Regions from separate parts of the Gossypium arboreum genome. Here region 2 is linked to region 1. The links are chromatin contacts, called in public Hi-C maps. All regions are on one chromosome and are shown on one strand. The core of a region is the stretch at or near the end of the contact, and the rest is flanking DNA. Distances in the headings are between cores, read along the strand shown. Region 1 holds the start of LOC108458327. Region 2 holds the start of LOC108460586 (2-Cys peroxiredoxin BAS1, chloroplastic-like).

What was found. Hi-C and Micro-C count contacts between places; a contact is called where the count stands out from the background.
Region 2: a Hi-C map of leaf shows a contact between it and region 1, with 3 times the contacts expected there. The contact joins the promoter of LOC108460586 here to the promoter of LOC108458327 in region 1. A contact is called at or near these places in 2 of 5 Hi-C or Micro-C datasets (both in leaf).

Annotation. Positions count from the first base shown.
Region 1 is chr4:83,610,814-83,614,592 of ASM2569848v2, reverse strand. It overlaps LOC108458327, which reads left to right and starts at 1,990. Exons shown (of 13, transcript XR_001867276.2): 1 at 1,990-2,123; 2 at 2,371-2,475; 3 at 2,580-2,653; 4 at 3,250-3,321; 5 at 3,442-3,470; 6 at 3,561-3,611.
Region 2 is chr4:84,113,722-84,117,500 of ASM2569848v2, reverse strand. LOC108460586 (2-Cys peroxiredoxin BAS1, chloroplastic-like) reads right to left here and starts at 1,850. Exons shown (of 7, transcript XM_017760130.2): 1 at 1,531-1,850; 2 at 848-922; 3 at 650-731; 4 at 483-562. The coding sequence starts at 1,734. It overlaps LOC108458857 (putative HVA22-like protein g), which reads right to left. Exons shown (of 8, transcript XM_053026661.1): 7 at 3,736-3,779; 8 at 3,275-3,659. The coding sequence ends at 3,402.

The sequences.
Region 1 (3,779 bases), core at 741-3,240:
CACTTTTCAATGACAAACTTAGAGAAATCTGGATGTTCTACCCAACCAGCTAAAAAATGAAAAGGACGACCTTTAGATAAGTGAAGCGATGGTTTAAGAGAAACCAAGAGAGGTCTATGGTTAGATTTGAGTATTGGAAGATGAGTCACCGACCAATTTTGGAAAGAGTAGATCCACTCATCATTCCCAATAGCTCTATCTAAGCGCTCAAACACAACATCACTATGCCATGTAAAGAAGGGCCTCTAAACCCCAAATCATGCTATTTAGTCGATTCCATAAAATCACCAAAAAAGACGGAATATTTTACAAATAATTCACCCAACTCTTTTTTCACTAGAAGAAAAAATGCATTAAAGTCTCTTACAGCAAACCAAAGAGACTCGTTACTTGGAATAGTCATCTTGAAGCCTTCCCAAAGGTGTTTTTATTTTCAACTATAATGACTACCATAAGCAAAAACAACAAATATAGGCCGATATAAAGAATTATCAAAAACCTATAACAGAACAAATTGAGGATGGCTTCGAAGGACTTTGACACAAATCAACACCTTCCATCCAATCCAAATACCCCCAGAAAAACCAATTGCCTCCACATGATGAGAGAATTGAAAACCGAGATTAGCGATGATCAAATCAGCTTTAACACCACTAACTCTAGTCTCTAAAAGACCCACAATATCAACCTTGTGCTCTCAATTATACTCACGAAAAATATGTAAAAATTTGCTACTAACGCACCCTTGACAATTCCTTGAAAATATAAAAAAACACATTATTTGAAAATAATAATAATAAAAAAGTGAAAGATTGACCTTTATTTCTCAGGCAAATGATTTTCTTCATGACCTTTTCCATCAATATTCAACACCTCCTTACAATTCTCATTTTCAATTTGTGAGTTGATAAGCTTAATCTATAAAAAATGACTTTTTAGATAAGATATTTTCATTATTATCTTATTGAATTGGTGTTGGTTTGATTTCTAACATCAATTTAATCAAATATTTAATACATAATATAAATATAAATAATCAAATTTAATATGAATTTAAAATAATTAAGTGTAAGTAAATTTATTAGAATTTGAAGCGTTTTATAAATTCAATTATGAAATGTAAAACAAGTTATATACCTTGTCGAAATTTTATTCATCTATAATCTATATCCATAATATATATATACATATATAAAAGTATGAGTTTGAAAAATATTTGAATTAATTGAAAATAGTCTTTAGTTTTCTTCATATTACTACACTAAAATTTAAAAATAATTTATAATGTATAATTGAGAATTATTAATTAAAAATTGACGTAAAATAAAAGTTGTAATAATTGCATATCTAAAATAATTATGATTTAATAGAAGTTGTGATAATTATACATAATTATAATTTAATTTATTATTATTAGTTAAAAATTGTTTAAATTTTAAAATAGAATTATTACTTAATTAGAACTCAAGTATAAAATATAAGAAAAAGAAAGGTGTTATTAATTAAAATTTTGATGTAAAAATTTGTGCTAATTTTATTTGAAAAAAGGACTTATTATTTTAGTATAATCTTATGCATTTTAAACTTAATTAATAGTTAATTATGCTAATTAGTTATTATTTTAATAATCTTACTTTGCATTGAATATGTTAGAAATGCTTTAATTATAATTTGGAAATTTCATATTATAATATTTGAATTGATAAATTAATATATTTTATAATTAAAATAAAAATATTATTTTATATTAATTAATATGTTAAAAATATAATATTTAAAAAATAAATTAAATATTAAATACATAAAATCAGCTGATTCGGGCTCAACGGTAAGTGGTCAGAGATTCAGTGGTAAGTACTCATCCTGGCCCATTTTCCTGTTAGGTACTCGTATGGTAGCTAACCGGGTCAACTCACTCTCCATCAGTTTTTTTTCAGCCCAACAACAATCCGCTTAAGGCTTAAACAGGAAACCTTTATTACAGCTTTACAAAAGAACTGACTGAAAATAACATAATAAATCTATAATTATAAAAGGTTTAAGTGAAAAAGATCAGAAATGTTAGCTCGTATTGCTGCTCTAACACAGAGACCCCTTTCTTTTATTCGCTCCTTCAAGTACAGGTATATTCCAATTCTTCATTTGATGAAAATATGCAACTATATTTCTGGGTTTATAAAAAGAAACAAAAAACTATCCCAATTGTCTTCTGTATGCATTAGCTTTATAATATTGTTGATGCATGTGACAATAGGCTTCATTATTCTCAGTTTTTAAGCACTTACAATGTCATGAAATATGGGTACAGCCCACTTGTTGACAGCATGAGGAATTTTTAAGTCAACCCGATAAACTTTTTTCAATTTTCAGGAGAACTGATAGCATACCAAATTCCAGCCGTGGAGAAATGGATTTTACGGATTTGGATTCAAATGCTACGAAATGTGTAAATCTTAGGTTGTGCAGTGTCTCCGGGTATGTTATGTTTATAAAGATTCTATTTTATTTTCTTTAGTTTTTAAAGAGGTTTCATATCGATGCTTGTTTTATTGATCTTTTTGGACATCTTTGCTATGCAGTTGCATGACTGAGATACTTGAAATTCGTGCTGTTCGTCCCTCTTTTCATGTTGTGTTTGTTCCTGGAAATCCTGGTATGTTTTAATGTCTTTGATGTACTATTTTAGTATTAGTTGAATGGGTTTATATGCTATTTTGCACCTGATTTTGGCTTTAAGGTTCAATTTGATACTAATATTTTTCTGAAGCACCCAAGTTTGACTTCAATGTTCTATTTAGAATCCGGGAAAGTTATGGTCCCAAGTAAGCATCTATAATTTTTTTACTAGATTAGACATCAAAGACTCGTTGGACCACATGATGCCATTTGGTTTAGGTACCAAATTGAACATTGAAATCAAACTCAGGTAGCAAATTAGGATGAATGAATATTTTTCCCAAGTACCCAAGTTTGACTTCAATGTTCTATTTAGTATCCGAGAATGTTTTGGTCCCATTTAAGTATCTATATTCTTTTTACTAGATTATACATCAAATACTCGTTGGACTACATGATGCCATTTGGTTTAGGTACCAATGTCAACATTGAAGCCAAACTCAGGTAGCAAATTAGGACGAATGGAAACTTAGGTGCCGAATTAAATGTTGAAGCCAAATTCAGGTACCATATTGTATATTAACCCTAGTTGAATTGTTAGAATTAGATCTCAATTGCATCTGATGATCTCAGGTGTTATTACCTTTTACAAGGACTTTGTGGAATCATTGTTCAAGTCCCTGGGAGGAACGGCATCTGTATCAGGTAACAGATTGAGAAGTTTCTCTTTTAATGAAAGATATTCTCTTTATTATTATTATTATTATTATTATTAGCCCTATTATTGTATTTAATAGTTGCTTGCTTTCCTACGGTTCCAAGCAGCTGTTGGCGCTTCAGGTCATACAGAAAAGGTACCAACAATGGTTTTTTTTTATTTTATTTTGTAATCTATGTGCATCTTTGATTTTTCTAATTATTTCCTTCTTTAACCTCCGTTGAAGAATTGGGAACACGGAAAGTTGTATTCCTTGCAAGAACAAATTGATCACAAGGTGACCTTCTATTTATTTATTTGGCTTTTAGCATATTGATAAATAAGAAGAATTTCGGCGAGTCTCTTCCAGAATTGCCAATATTCTCTATTATTAATTTTAATTTCCTGAATTGTCCATGAATATGATACATTTTGATTTACCTTGTCTGTTGAGCTGTTTAAAAAT
Region 2 (3,779 bases), core at 601-3,100, 500 kb before region 1:
TTTTTATTTTTTTTAGTTCTTTTTTCTTTTCACTCTTAATTAGAAATTTGACTTACTTTTCCTTGTTAATTCCAGATCTGAACCGAAGCATCAATTTCAAACCAAATCAAGACTAAACCCTAAAACTAGAATTTAAATCTTGAGATTCCATATCATCTTTGATAGGACAATGGCAACTTGGTGTCTTTATTTTGGATGTGTCTTTTTGCCTTGAATAAATTTATGCTGCATTTGGTGGTTAGTTATCTCTTACCTTGTGCGCTTGACTAATTTTTAGGATACATGGTCATAGAGATTTGCAATTTTGCATTGCTTATATCATCACTGTGGTGGGTCTAAGAATAATGAACCTGCAAACTACGTAAAGCTACAATGAAGACATAAGCATTCCTTTAAGAATCTTCCGCGCCTGAAGGAAACTACTAAACTTTAATATAGGCAGAGAGGTATAAACATTTTTTGCTATAAAGCAAGGACCTTACCACACTGTCAATAGAAACACCTAATATTTCGGTGTTTAGCTTCTCAAATTCTTCATAGCGGTCACTGAAAGCAGTAATCTCTGCAAGCAGGAAGCATTTTAGGAGGTGAAAATGAGACTCTAATATCATAGAAAACTATTAGGCTAGTTGTTCAGGGTGAAAGACACCTGTGGGGCAAACAAATGTGAAGTCCAGCGGGTAAAAGAAGAGAATCACATATTTCTTCCCAATGTATTCGGAGAGCTTGACCTGAAAGAATAATGCATAGTTAAGAATAGAATTGGAAAAAACATATGTAATCATAACAAAAGAGGGAAAATTTTATTTAAGTGCCTATACTTGAGAACAATATCCACATAAGATACCTTAATGAACTCCTGGTCAAAGACGGCCTCAGCCTCAAAATCAGGGGCAGGATTTCCCACCAATGGAAGCTCACTCTGAAAGAGATGCGCGCAATATGAAACCGAATCATACATGGGAAATTATGTGGATAAAGAAATAGTTCACCATCAAAACATTCAGAATTCGTTTAGAATAAACATATCTCAAAATTAATTCTGAATTTCACTTAACATAATTTGCTCCTCTTTCTTCTTTTTCCTTTCTCCAAATTGCTAAAATGTTTATTGACAACAAACTAATTCATTTTAAACTAAATGATATAGATATCCATTTTCATTTGGAGCCCCCAACAAAACTCACCAAATGGAGTTAGCTTTGGCTTCCTATTTTGCCTTTACAATGGAGTCATAGACCCACATTTACGGCGCTATTCCTTGGCAATACTAATTTTTTCCATCTTTGTATTAAAATCGAAACCAGATCCAAATTCCACACTCTGAAATACATTCTAAAAAAATCCTTTGTAAAAATAACTAAAGCCCAGAGACATCCTAATACATTATGTTTACAATTGTTGATATTAATAAAAGAAAGTCATTAAAACAAAGTAAATGTCACATTCCCTTTCCAGTCTAAATTAAACCATTTAAAAATTAGTAGAAACATGAATAGAAAAAGCGAAAAGGGGAAGAGAAAAACATACGGTGGCTTTGACGACGAAAGACTTGCGAGAAGGGGAGGCGCGGGAGAGGGAAAAGGAGGCGGGACGAGAAAGGAGAGGGGCAGGGAGACCAGTGAAGGGATTGGGGAGAGAAAGGGATTGGGAGAAGGGCTTGGAATTGGAGGAGAAAGCCCTTGGCTTAGAGGAGATGAGAGCCGCGGCCGATGAAGTAGCTGAGCAAGCCATCTCACTCACTCGCTCACAGTTTGCAGTGAAAGAGAATATGGGCGAGGGATAAATGAAATACCAGAGGGAAGTGGATAAGAAGATAAATAAGTGGACAGTTGGGGTTTGGTCAGTGATTGGGGGGGGGGGGGGGGGTATATTTGTTGCCTTACCCACTCACTCCTCACTCCACATATTTTGGTCTGTGAACTCAAGCCGAGCTTACACAACCTCATTTTGCCTTCGTTTTCTTTTACTTTTGGGCTCTTAGCCCAATTTACCAACTTCTTCCTCAAACACAGAAAATATATAAAATCAACTTTGCATAATAATTAAATATGTTTAGTAATTAAAAAAAAAACACTTTTAAGTAAAAAAGTATTTTTGGAAGGAAAATTGTATTATTTTTGGCGGAAACAAACTTGGGCATATCCAAGATATTATCTGGGATTCTATTGTTTGGATTGAAATGCTATATTCTTCTAAATAAGTCTAGTTGCCTAGATTAATCTAAAGATATGATGTAATTGGTGTCCTGATAATTGTTGAGTCCTGTAGAAGAATCCGTCAAGAATAACATTTGTTGAATATCATTCTGAGGAGTACATTCAACTACCTTCTGCAAAGAAAGTATGTAATGAGATTCGAATTATAGGGTGAAGCATGTGATCCATTAATTGGGCGAAAAGTATAAAAGGTGGTTAATTGTAGAGGTTGACACATAGCTATTTGTTAACCAAGAATCAGAAAAGTATTCACCAAAGTCTAAGAAAGAACCCAAACCCTTGATTCAAAATATTCTACGACCCCGTAAAAAGGTAATAATGAGTAAGACCCACTAAGTTTCTTTGAACTTATATGCGTCTTTTGGTATGCAGGTCTGAGAACTGAACCAGTGTGCCAGGAAGGACCAAGCCAATGATGCGCTATGTTGGTAGACCGAGGGCAATATTATGCATACAGAGAGACATAGAATATGTTTTTCAAGCGACAAGTAGTAAGATACGTTATGAATATGTCTATCAAACACTTTATTTTAAGGTTTTATTTTATCTTTAAAGTTTGTGACAAACGATAAATGTATTATTCAAATCTATTGACTTAGAATAGATTTTATAAAGATAAGTGGTACTTTTAATATAGTTTTTGTAGATTGTAAAATGTTGTTAAGTATGTAAATATCATGATAATTTATATTTAAATATGTTAAATCAAGTCGGATATAGAGTGTTACAACAAACTTTAGTTACATCATATTATCCTACAGTTCACTCATTGGGTTGTGACTTATCCACTGCTTTCTTCATTGTCTTTTTTAACATCCTTCACCCTAATTCATTCTACCTTTGCATATATATCTTTTAGTTAAATTGACTATTGTCCACCCAAAACGGAGTAAATAGACAAGACACAATCACGAAATCTGCATGTTTTATATATTATAACACGTACAAAAGGGCATACATTTAGAGAAGCATTTTTTTTAAAAAAAAAAATTTGCACCTTATGCCCAAGACACAAAACTTCCAACAAAAAAAGCTTTCTAACTCGATGAACATAATTTTGAATAAAAACATAATATATTATTATACGGAGAGGGGAAAAAATGATGAGTGGGATTTCGGACTTGGTATTCAATAAACAAAAAAATCTTCGTACAAATTTGGTTTGTTTTATTACAAATTAAATTAATTTTGTGTTTTGGTGCGGCGGAGCTTGAGACGAGCCTGTTGGAGCCTAGAGTTACTTGGGGAATAGGGAATCGAGTCATCATCGTTGTCGAACTCGTACTCCGTTGGGCTGGTGTCCTCTTGGGATTGACTGAACCTGGGTGAGTTGACTCGGTTTATCGCTGCTGAACTCCAAGCCTTGTTCCTCGCCATCGGACTCCGTAAACCATTTGGAGACGGTGGCGGTGGAACGTTTAGACTTCGATCATCAGATTTCTACAGAAAAAGAAACATGAACGCATTTGACATAATTTTCATTTCAAAGCTAAGAAATGGTGGTAGGGATGGTTACCTTATGGACTTGATCGACATGATTGACTTGCTTGACAGCTTGAT